2 separate regions of the Mus musculus genome follow, and region 2 is linked to region 1. A link is a contact called in public promoter capture Hi-C data. All regions are on one chromosome and are shown on one strand. Each heading gives the region's core, a stretch centred on a gene start, on an enhancer-like site or on the middle of the called end of the contact. The rest is flanking DNA. Distances are from core to core; before and after follow the strand shown. Region 1 holds the start of Pigq (phosphatidylinositol glycan anchor biosynthesis, class Q). Region 2 holds the start of Tcp11 (t-complex protein 11).

Region 1 (5,497 bases), core at 1,600-4,099:
CCTCTGGGTAGTACTCCTCTTTCTCTGGAATCCTTGGCAGACACCCCAAGATGGGGCTCCCAGCAGAGCAGTATTTCTCTCCATGAGAGAATGTCAACGCATTTTCTGTGAGGGAACAGCAGCCCTCCTGACCTCTCAGGCTCTTGGTGTGAGCATTAAGAACCACCACAGGGGCACCACCACAGGGGCTGGAGAGATGGCTCAGCGGTTAAGAGCACTGACTGCTCTTCCAAAGGTCCTGAGTTCAAATCCCAGCAACCACAAGGTGGCTCACAACCACCTCTAATGAGTGAGATCTGATCTGATCTGATGCCCTCTTCTGGTGTGCCTGGTGTGCTTACATGTAATAAATAAATAAATCTTTAAAAAAAAAAAAACCACCATAGTAGCTACAAATCCTTTACTCTGTGGACCCCACTCTGTTCCTTCCACAGAAAAGGTGCTGTTTGGAGATTGTGGGTGTCCTCCACTTGTGCCTGCTGATCTGAACTGCTGGAATGGTTGGCAAGGTTCAAGTGCCTACATATGCCTTTCTTTAGTCAATACCGCATCTTGCCCATGTGAAGTGAAGGACACAGCAACCATGAACAAAGACCCCATTTTTGGATCCTTTCCTGAGGGAGGCCCAGATCTTGGGCTGAAGCCTAGTTTCCTGGTCTAGTGTCTGCACAAAACAATTGGAGTCGAGGGGATAGACAGTGACACAAGTGGTGGTGGTAGCTGGCCCATAGACAAATGGCCAGAGCTTGAAGGATCCAGGTGCAGCTGCTCCCTTCCTGTCCAGCCCAAAGCCGTCACATGGACAATGTGGCAAAGCTTTTTGGTTTTGATATTGAGGACTAGACCTAGGGTCTCATATGAACTATAACCCAGCCCAATGCTGAGAGGACTAATGGGACCCAGCACTGTAGGACTTCCAAATGCTGGTGCTGATTAAAAGAACAGTCCAAGCCTGAAAAAGCCGTTAAAGAAGTCTCGGGAAGCCTTTCCATAGAACTCTGAGTCAGAAGTCTCCAGGAAAACAAAACTCCAAAGAACCCGGAGGAAGCAGGCAATTGGTAGGTGTCCATAGGGAAAACCTGACGCCCAACACTAGGGCAGGCTAAATCCCCATAGCCAGTGTCAAGAACCAATTTCTCTTGTCCCTTCAGTAGGAACTGACTCCAGAAGGCCATGACATGAGGCACGGCTAAAAATACTAGAGCCATTCCGCCTGTAAGAGCCCCGGCGGGTCACTGTCATAGGGAACCCTTCAGCCCAGCCCAAACTCTTGTTCAACAACTTTGTAAGGACACACCAGCTCAGTGAAATATCATTTGACTCTCTGGGGGAACACTTCACATGAACTAAGGAAAAATGCTCACAACCGTGTAGGAAGAGAAATGCCCTTGATCTAATTATAAACAGATGTTTCAAAGGTTGGTTTGGAGTCTGCTCACAACTCGTGAATCCACTGTGCTATATACACACTGTGTCTATGCACATCCTCCTTGTGGAGTATGCTTCATTTACAGTTTACCTTAAAGCAAAAAAGCTCGGGTCAAAGGAAAGAAGGTGCAAGGCAGAGAGAGGTTGGAGCTCTGATCTGTGGGGTACTGAGAGAACTCAAGTTGAGGCAAATCCCCACCCTCACTCCCATCTCAGCCTCCGGATGCACTGAAGTGTAAGAAGGAGTGTGCTTACACTGGGCTGCTGGGATCCCAGCAGCAGAAAATGATGATGAAAGAGCAGGCGATCGATACAAGAGGTGAGAGGCTGGAGCGAGAAGGCAAAAACCTGGGATGCGTGAAGGCCTTTAAAGATGCTGATTAAAAGAACAGCCCAAGCCTGGAAAAGCTACCTTTGCTAAGAAGGAGTCAGTTCCCTCCCCGACAGCCCATTCCCAGGAGGGTTAAATAAGAGGCCCCAGGAAGTCTCTTCACAGAACTCCAAGTCAGACTTCAGCAGCAGAGCTACTGCTTACTTCCCCTGCAAGGAACAGGCTTGAGGGATGGCCAGCCCAGTTAAGAGAGACCTGGGACACATCATAGCTGAAACATTACTTTGTGAATCTTTGAGAGGGTTCATATTTACCCCACGTTCAAACAACAACAACAACAACAAAACCACTTTTCTGACTAGGGATGTAGTCAGTTGGTATGGAGCCTACCTAGCCTGCACCAGACCCTGTGTTGAGTCCCCAGAACCTCATAGACCAGTAGTAGCAGTGCATATCTGTAATCAGGAGGTGGCCAAAGGACAATCAAAAATTCAAGGTCATCCTTTGCTACACTAGGATTTTGAGGCCAACCTAGCCTAAAAGAGAACCTGCACAGAAACACATTTTCCGCCTCTGTAAATGCTTTCCTTTTTCATTTCAAAAGGAGGGGGTAATCTGTTTCTGATCTTTACTGGAGTGGATAAATATGAGCCTCTCAGCCAGTGCCCCAGGAATCTTCCAGCCAGTTCCCGGCCTGGAGGGGAGGAGGGGCCTCTCGGTGCCCTCAAGTTCCGGAGAGCAGGCCCAGACCCACAACGGGTGCCGCTGAGCCTGGAGGTCAGCTGCGTGGGTGGCCGCCTCTCCCTCTATCCCGGCCTCAGGTTTCCCATCTCAGAGTCTTTAGGACCAAGAGGCCTGCGCTACCTCGGGATTTCCTCCTCTTCCTCTCCCGGCCCCGCCACCCGCTAGTGCTCACCAGCTGGTCCCCGGGGCCGCGTCCCCGAGCGGTAGGGAAGGAACTGGGTTGGGCACTGCGTTCGGCGGGCCCGGGAGGACGACCGTGCTTGCGGCTCCCAGGCCCGCCGCGGGACATCAGCACCATTTCCGCCGGCTCCGCGGCGTTGTCGCGCGACGGTCCGGTCCCCAAACATGCCCGGGCTGTCCATCGCCTGAGCCCGAGAGTTCCGCGCGCGCGGCTCCTGTCATCAAAGCTACCCTCGCTGTAAATATCCTGAAAGGTCCGGTGGATCCAGCCTTTGAGGACCATGGTAGCCGCTTTGTTCTTACCGCCTGGCCTCCTAAACCCAGGCCCTTCCATCTGTTTCTATCCATTGCGAGTAGGGTGCATGCAGACCCGTGTGGGCCGCATAGTCTGAAAGCAATACCCCTAACAACGCAGTAACTAGTGTTTATTGAGCATCTACTTACAAGCAAAGTTTCTTTCATTGTCCATTAATCCCCCACAACATAATGAACAGGGCATATTGATTTAGCCTGCAGGAGTGACATGTGTGTTGACCTCAACGTCCAGATGACAGGCTGGGTGCCACCCCACACCCTAAAGGAGCAAAAGCAAGGAGCTTTTTCTTGCTTCTTCCCACATGAAGAACATGGGTGAGACCAGATTCTCAATGAGTAAGCTCTTCAAACACACACACACACACACACACACACACACACACACACACACACCCCTCCCCTTCCAGATCTCATCTGTAACATGGGAGGAAAGGCTACTGTTTTCCTGTCTTGAATGGAAGGGTATGAAAGAACCTGTGCTACCCAGAACCGTCCCAGCACCCCACCTAAGTGCTCAAAAGTGGTTTGGACCTGGATTGAAGGGAAAACTGAAGGTATCTTTCAAAACAGGGAGTGTCCAGTAGAGGACCTGCCCTTGCTATGTGCCCTACCAGGACACATGTTGGCCTTACCCCTCTGATTTGCCTACTCCTTACCTCTCTGTTGGGCCCAGAGTGCTGTTGGAGGCTCAAGAATGGGAATATTTTTGAAGCTGGGGGGAACACTAAGGGACCACACCCTTCCCCTAAACTGCCCAACCCAGCCTAGCCACACCCTCCCTGCCTGCCTGCCTGCCTGCCTCTGATTAGGATGTAGGGGTTGGACACCTGGCAGGAGATCTTGCCTAGCTATCTGCTGGCAGACAGCCTCAGCACCCAGGATCTATAGCTTCAAGTGTTGCCTCAAAGCTCAGGCCTCCCGAGACCCAAGCTAGCAGAGCCAGGGACTGAGTGGCCCTTGGGTTTTAGGGGCATGAAAACCTATGAGCATACTTAATAGGGAAGTGGAGATGGCCCAGTTTAGAACCTCATCAAGAAATGGTGATTCATGGTTTCTGTGTAGACAGGGGCACTTGCCAAGAGGAAATCACAAAGCCAGCTAAGACCAGGTATCAGGAAGACGGCTCAGCAGGCCCCAAGGAGCCTACCAACCTTCCATGATAGTACAAAGGACTCAGGCCCGGCCAGTCCTAGCAAGGGGCAATTTCCCCCAGAGCCTACCCCTCAGGCCATCTCCCCCAGATACTGGTACAACTTGATGCAGTTGTCCCCTGCATCTGCCACCACTAGTTGGCCCTGGGGTGCACAGGCCATACCCAAGGGCCTCTTTAGTCCCTCCAACTGCAAACAGATGGGTGGCCCAACCCGGGGAAACAAAGTCACTTGGTGCCTCTGCTCATCAGCCACAATAATGCTACCCTCTGCATCAGAGCACACACCTGCTGGGTGGCCAAAGTTATGCCCAGTCAGGGTTCCTAGGGAGCCCAGAGGCTGGTGGGCACTGCCAAACAGCTGTACATCCCCAAACTCTTCACTCACAGCAAAGCCCCCATCAGGCCCTGGACCTACCCAACAAGGGCCCTCCAGACCTAGCATGGAGGTTGGAGCAAGGGGCTCCCAGGTTGGTCCTAACATGAAGCTGTGAACAGTTCCAGGCAAGTAGTCTGTCACCAGGAAGTGTCCAAGAGCATCCACAGCCAGCCCTCGGGGGGACAGGAATGTGCCTACAGTCACCCAGCGGCCCTGGGGTTCCCGGGAAGTGTACTGGAGAGCATACACAGCCCCGTGAATGAGGTCACTGACCACCACAAGCCCTGCAGCTGTCACCGCCACATCCTCTGGGACAAAGGCTCCAGTTCTAGGAATGCAGCAGGGTAGTTGACAAATGGAGCGTCCCTCAAGATCCAGCACATGGACACAGGATGCAACACCAGCCGTCAAGAAGAGCAGACCATCTGGGGAGCAGTGCAGGCCTCGGGGGCTCCCTGCAGCCCCTGCTGGCACCAGGATTTGTCCCAGCAGGCGAGGCTGCCGAGAGCAATTGGCATCTCTAAGTTGGTCCAGCCTGAGATCAAGATGTCAGGGGTAGGTGGCTGGGGTAGGGGCAGCCCAGGAGGTCAAGGTGTCAGGATAGATGGGAGGCCAGGGGCAGCAAGCAGTCGCGGCCTTGGCTTCTTTGCAGCTGCAAAAGAGTTGGAACATCCATGCATGCAGATGGTGGCTCATGGGCACTAGCACCCTCCCGTTGTAGATGAAGAGCTGGGGAGTGGGGGTGGGGGAGGGGGAGGGGGAAGGGGAAGGCTGCTGCATTGTATCTGAGTGCTCACCTGGTTCCCAAGAGCAGCAACCACACAGGTGTCTGGGTGTCTGCAGCAGGGGTCTGAGAGACACCACACACTCAAGAGGGGCGGAGGTTTACCTCTAAGGCTCAAATCGCATGCAGAGCTGTGTCCTGCCTAGGGAAGGAGGAGGCAGATAAGCTGCATTCCCCAGCCCTGGG
Region 2 (5,497 bases), core at 1,378-3,877, 2.1 Mb after region 1:
CAACTGACAATCAAGCTTGGAAGCGTCATGGACTCTCTCCGTCATACCTGTAATTAGAAGAAGTTCTGGTGGACAGTTATCAACCCACACATGTCTGAATCTCCTCAGGGTCACTCGTCTGAAGGCCCCCGGGGTTATATCTGAGTCCACTCAGCCAGTCACTTGTACTTCCCCAAGGGCGTGCTAGAAATGCTCAGGGCAGTCCAACACAGTGAAGGCTAAAGTTCAGGCAGGCACAAAATGAAGCGGATTCAAAGATAAAGCTGTCAGGGCTGGAGAGATGGCTCAGCGGTTAAGAGCACTGTCTGCTCTTCCAGAGGTCCTGAGTTCAATTCCCAGCAACCACATGGTGGCTCACAGCCATCTACGATGGGATCTGATGCCCTCTTTTGGTGTGTCAATGATAGTGTGCTCGTATACATAAAATAATCAAGAAGGTTATTAGTATTGCACACCAGTTTGCATTGGGAGGCTCGAGGAAGGTTCCCTCCTTCTACCTTCTCATGGCTGCCTGGGCATCGGCTCAGTCATCAGGTTGGTGGGGTCGGGGGAGCTTAGCTGCTGAGCTGCCTCACAGGCCTGAAAAGGCACAATGTTTTGTTTTGTTTTGTTTTGTTTTGTTTGTTTTTCGAGACAGGGTTTCTCTGTGTAGCCCTGACTGTCCTGAAACTCACTCTGTAGACCAGGCTGGCCTCAAACTCAGAAGTCTGCCTGCCTCTGCCTCCCAAGTGCTGGGATTAAAGGCTTGTGCCACCACTGCCCGGCAAAAGAAAATAACTGTAGAGATCCCATAGGACAGCACTGTCTTTCTCAGAAGGAAACATGACAGAAGTATTTAGAGTCATGCCTGTATCCTCAGACAGTAAGGAAAAAGGAAAAAAACACACACACACAGAGAAAATTAAAAATGGAGGAAGTCTCTGGGTTTTACGTTTCAACAAATTGAAAATATTTCATGGTGAGAAAATTGACTGGACTTTGATAGAAAATCTAGAGTCCTTGGCTGGGTTATAAAAGCATAAACTACAGGCTGGACAGATGGCCAAGTGGTTAAGCCACTTGCTGCCCTTTCCTAAGAGCTGGGTTACCCTTGGCTCACAAGCATCTGTAACTCCAGTTTCAGGGCGCCCGACATCTCTTCTGGCCCTGAACACACACGGTGCACAGACATACCTGTAGACAAAACACCCACTCACACAAAGAAAAATAAACCTTTTTATAAAAACAAAGGTGACCGGACCCTGCTCTTCCCAGCATCTGTGCAGTCCTTCATTATCCCAGCCGAAATGGCTGGCATGACACAATCAGATCCGTAAACAAATCCGAGGTGAAAGGAAACCTTCAAAGCTACAGCCACTCCTCAAGAAACTCTCCAACTGCAAGAAGCAGCCAGTTCCGCCCAGAGCACTCCGGAACAAGGAGGGCTTAAAGAGTAGAGATTTAAGTGTGGCTACAATTCTTAAAAATTCAGATTGCCCCCCTAAAAAAAGAAAACTGCAACACAACAAAGCCAACGTGTTATACACAGTTCCAAATTTTTACAAAAGGAATTTGATTGTATACTCAGGAGTCACTGTACCTATGGATGCAACAGCCATTGTAAGAACTGTTTCCAAACCAGCAGCACCAGCACGCCCTGACCTTGAACCCCACAGGCCAGGTTCCTATTTGGATACACAACCCCAGCCCGAACCCAACCCACCCCACCCCACCCCTCCGGGTACACCTGGATCTTGTCTCAAGTCACAGCGTTAAGCAGCAGCGACCCCGCGTGGCCACAGAGGAGAGACTAACTGTCCAGCGTCACAGGAAATCCATGGCAACGCTTGTGCGGGAGCATTTGAAACGAGGGGGAGGGAGGTCCGGACCTGCAGTCCCCGCACTTGGGGGACCCTGCCTCAAGCAGATACCTAGCCTGTGCGAGCTCGGGGTCCCGCCGAGGTGGCCCTTTCCCGGGGATGGCGGAAGCGGTGCCCCACGCGTGACCGAGGGGAGCTTCGCTCGGGCGGAGGGCTGGGGACACCGGGAGGTCGGGCCAGTCCGCAGTCCTCCGTGGCCCACGGGACCTCGTGGCGCCGTCTTTACCCCGCGCCCCTGCGCGGACCCTGGGGTGAGGGCGGCCGTGCTCGGGCGACGGTTGAACCTACACGATCGGTGCCCCTGGGCGCTGCTCGCGCTCTCCCGGGTGTTTCCCCCGCGGGATTCACGGGAGGCGCTCTCTGCCGCGCCGGGCTCCTTCCGGGCCGCCCTCTCTTTCACGTCTGGCATCCTGGTGATGGTGGTGGTGGTGGTATCTGTGTGGTGACAAATGTTGGGGGCTCGTCAGGGCCAGGGGGGACCAGAGCTGGCGCAGGAAGAAACTGAGGCCGCAGCCCCGACGGACGCCCCTCCCCTTACCCCTCTCCATCCCTCACCACCCCTTGTCTCTCCCTCTCAGTATGCCTCTTCCCCTCACCTCCTCTTCCCCTCTCCCTTCCCCTCTTTCATCCCTTCCCCTCCGTGGCTCACCTCCGCCCTCCCCCTCCACTTTCTCCCTCCCCTTCCCTCTCTCCACTCAGCTCACTTCCTTCTCTGCCGGCCCGCCCGCTCTGGCTGGCTGGGCGGCACGGGGTGCGGGTGGGCTAAACCACTTGGGGGGATGAGGCAGGGGCGGCGTGGCTGGGTGGAGCCACTGAGCCCCACGTCGATGCTGTCACACACTCCACATCCCCACCCTGCGAACTGAGCAGGAGTGGGAACGCCCGGTGTTGCCAAACAAACAGCTTAGGTGTCCTGGCAACGAGGCGCGAGGCGCGTGGCAGCCCTCCCCACCAGCATCGCGACCCGCCACCGACCATCTGCCGCCACCTTGGGTGAGACCGAGACTGGGGCAGGACGGTCATCCCTATTGATTCCAAGTGTCAGGATCTGGGGCTTAGGGGTAGCCTGCAGAGCATGCACAGGGGTGCTAGCCTCGAACTGCTGACCCTACAGCCTCTGCCTGAGTGCTGGGGTCACCCGTGTGAGCCACCACCAAGGGTTCATGTAGTGCTGGGCATGGAAGGGACCTCATAGGCTGAGCTCCATTTCCAGATTCTTAAAAAAAATGGAGGGTGAGGCCTGGAGAGATGGCTCAGCTGTTAGGACCACTGGCTTTCTTCCAGAGGACCAGGGTTCGATTCCCAGCACCAACATGATGGATCTCGGCCATCTGCCACTCCAGTTCCTCGGGATCATACTTCCTATATTTACATATATTTACATACACGCAGGCAAAATACCCATACATATAAAATTGTCTTGTTTTACATATAACATTCTCTTGTGTTTTTTGCTTTTTTCCCAAGACAAAGAAAGTTTCTCTATGCTGCCCCAGCAGTCAGGGAACTCTTCTGTAGACCAGGCTGGCCTCAAACTCAGATCTTCCTGCCTCTGCAGGGATTAAAGTCTTTTAAATACCCACGCCTTGGGTTTGGGGAGAGAACATGGAGAGGGTGTTTTTCCCTCATATTCTTTCTGGCCTCTTAATTACTCTGACTTGAAGTCATCATAAAACCTATGCAAATGCATCCCATCCATGCAGTACCCCAGGCGTTCAGAAGAGGGCGTGCGATCCCCCGGAAATGGCTGTACCGCCTGATGCCGCTGCTTTGCTTGCCAATCCCTGACTTTGGAAAACCTGAAAGTAACGGTGCAGGCCTGTCACCCTAGCTACTGGGGAGACTGAGGCAAGAGGACAGACTGGCCAAGGCCTGCTTGGACTACACAGTTCCAGGACAGACGAAGCAACTAAAGTTTAAAGACAAAACAAAGCCAGATAATGGGTGCAACTTAGTAACAAAATGCCGGCCATGTTTGAGGGCCCAGGTTCAGTTCCAATACTGCAAGGTAGGATTTACTGAAAAGAATTTAAGGTTGTAGCTTGGTTGGTATCCCTGGGTTCAATTCTCACCGACCACCTAAACTATCTCCAGCACATACTAAGCTTCCTTCCTCCCTCCCCATTGTGCTTCTTGGAATTTCGGGGTGTGCTTCTTGGAATTTCCCTCCAGGTGGTCAACGGGGACGTGAACAGAAGCTACGCAGTGATGTCACAGCTTCCTGTCACATGAAAACTCGGAGTCTGGAAAGATGGCACCCAAGTGGCGGCCTAGAAATACCTGGTGCCCTCTTGTGGGGCCCCTAAGGGTGTGTGTGTGTGTGTGTGTGTGTGTGTGTGTGTGTGTATGTACACACACATACACATACATGCAGGGAAAACATTTTTTTTTATGACATGTTTTCTCTGTGTAGCCCCAGCTATCCTGGAACTCCCTCTGTAGACCAGGCTGGCCTCAAACTCCCAGAGATCTGCCTGCCTCTGCCTCCATGCGTACTGGGATTAAAAGCTTTCGCCACCACTGCCTGGCCTATTTGGGACTATTAATGTCAAGGAGAGAAAAAAAATTGAGCTTGTTTTTAAATAGTAGCCCTCCCGATAAAAGAATCAGTGCTATAGAGCTCTTCCCAGATGTCTGAATTCCCCTAGGAATCTATCTGTACTCGTAAAATAGCCGCTCTCTATATAACATCTGTGGGTCAGCCAAATGCACTAATGGGCCAAGGATCCAGCTTCCAATCCTGACCTCCTGAGTTCAATCCCCAAGACTCCCATAATTCCAGGAGAGACCTGCCACACACGAGCTGGCCTCAGGCTCCACACCTGTGCCACACCATGTACACACACACACACACACACACACACACGTGCGCGCGCACACGCACGCACACACATACACACAGTGTAATTAAAACTTTTAAAATCTGACTTCTCTTGGAGGGTTGTAGGGAGATAATCAGAGCAGGCATCTATGGTGGGGGTGGGGCTGAAGCAAGAAGAGGGGAGCGTGGAGGTGGCCGAGGAGGGAACCGAGGAAGGCTAAGGGAAGCGTTTTCCCAGAGCCAGGCAAGGTGCAGACGTCCAGGATCCTTATCATTAACACTTATCAGAAGCAGCCAAGCAAAAGTTATCGTCAAGAGCCTAGAAGGACGAGAGGAGATATGGCCTCCTTCCTCAGGGAGGGGGATGGGGGGGTGTCTTAGTTAATCACTGACTTCCTGCTTAATGATTTACTGGGCGCTTTTACATTCCAAACACGTACAATAGCCCCCAAATCCCACCCATGCAAACAGGCAAAAGCGGGTGTCACATTGGACTGTCCCCACGTATGAGGCCTGATGAGAGCCATTTCGAGGCGTAACCAAGAGGAATGGGCAAGAGGTTGACCAGATCACAGGCTACTTCTGAAGTCACACTGAGTGCTCTGCTCTGGCTGAGATGCTGTCCACGTGCAAGGAGATGTAGCACGTAGGGTCCTGGTGAACTCCACGGGGGGGCGGGGGCAGGTCAGAGAAAGGTTGGGGGTCCCAAGCACATAGGATTTCCTATAAGGCCGTTTGTCTGTGACTGAGTCTCGCTCCGCTCTGTAGCCCAGCTGGCCTCCTACTCAATATGTGGCCCAGGCTTCCCTCGAGTGTG

Evidence for each region. Promoter capture Hi-C pulls out the DNA fragments that hold promoters and counts their contacts.
Region 2: a promoter capture Hi-C map of pre-B cells shows a contact between it and region 1, with 3 times the contacts expected there. The contact joins the promoter of Tcp11 here to the promoter of Pigq in region 1.

The regions. Positions count from the first base shown.
Region 1 is chr17:25,939,140-25,944,636 of GRCm38.p6, forward strand. It overlaps Pigq (phosphatidylinositol glycan anchor biosynthesis, class Q), which reads right to left and starts at 2,850. Exons shown (of 11, transcript NM_011822.4): 1 at 2,676-2,850. Nhlrc4 (NHL repeat containing 4) reads right to left here. Exons shown (of 2, transcript NM_001039038.2): 2 at 3,094-5,179. The coding sequence starts at 4,632. The coding sequence ends at 4,222.
Region 2 is chr17:28,078,012-28,083,508 of GRCm38.p6, forward strand. It overlaps Tcp11 (t-complex protein 11), which reads right to left and starts at 2,628. Exons shown (of 10, transcript NM_001085555.1): 1 at 2,564-2,628; 2 at 2,148-2,294; 3 at 1-47. The coding sequence starts at 2,268.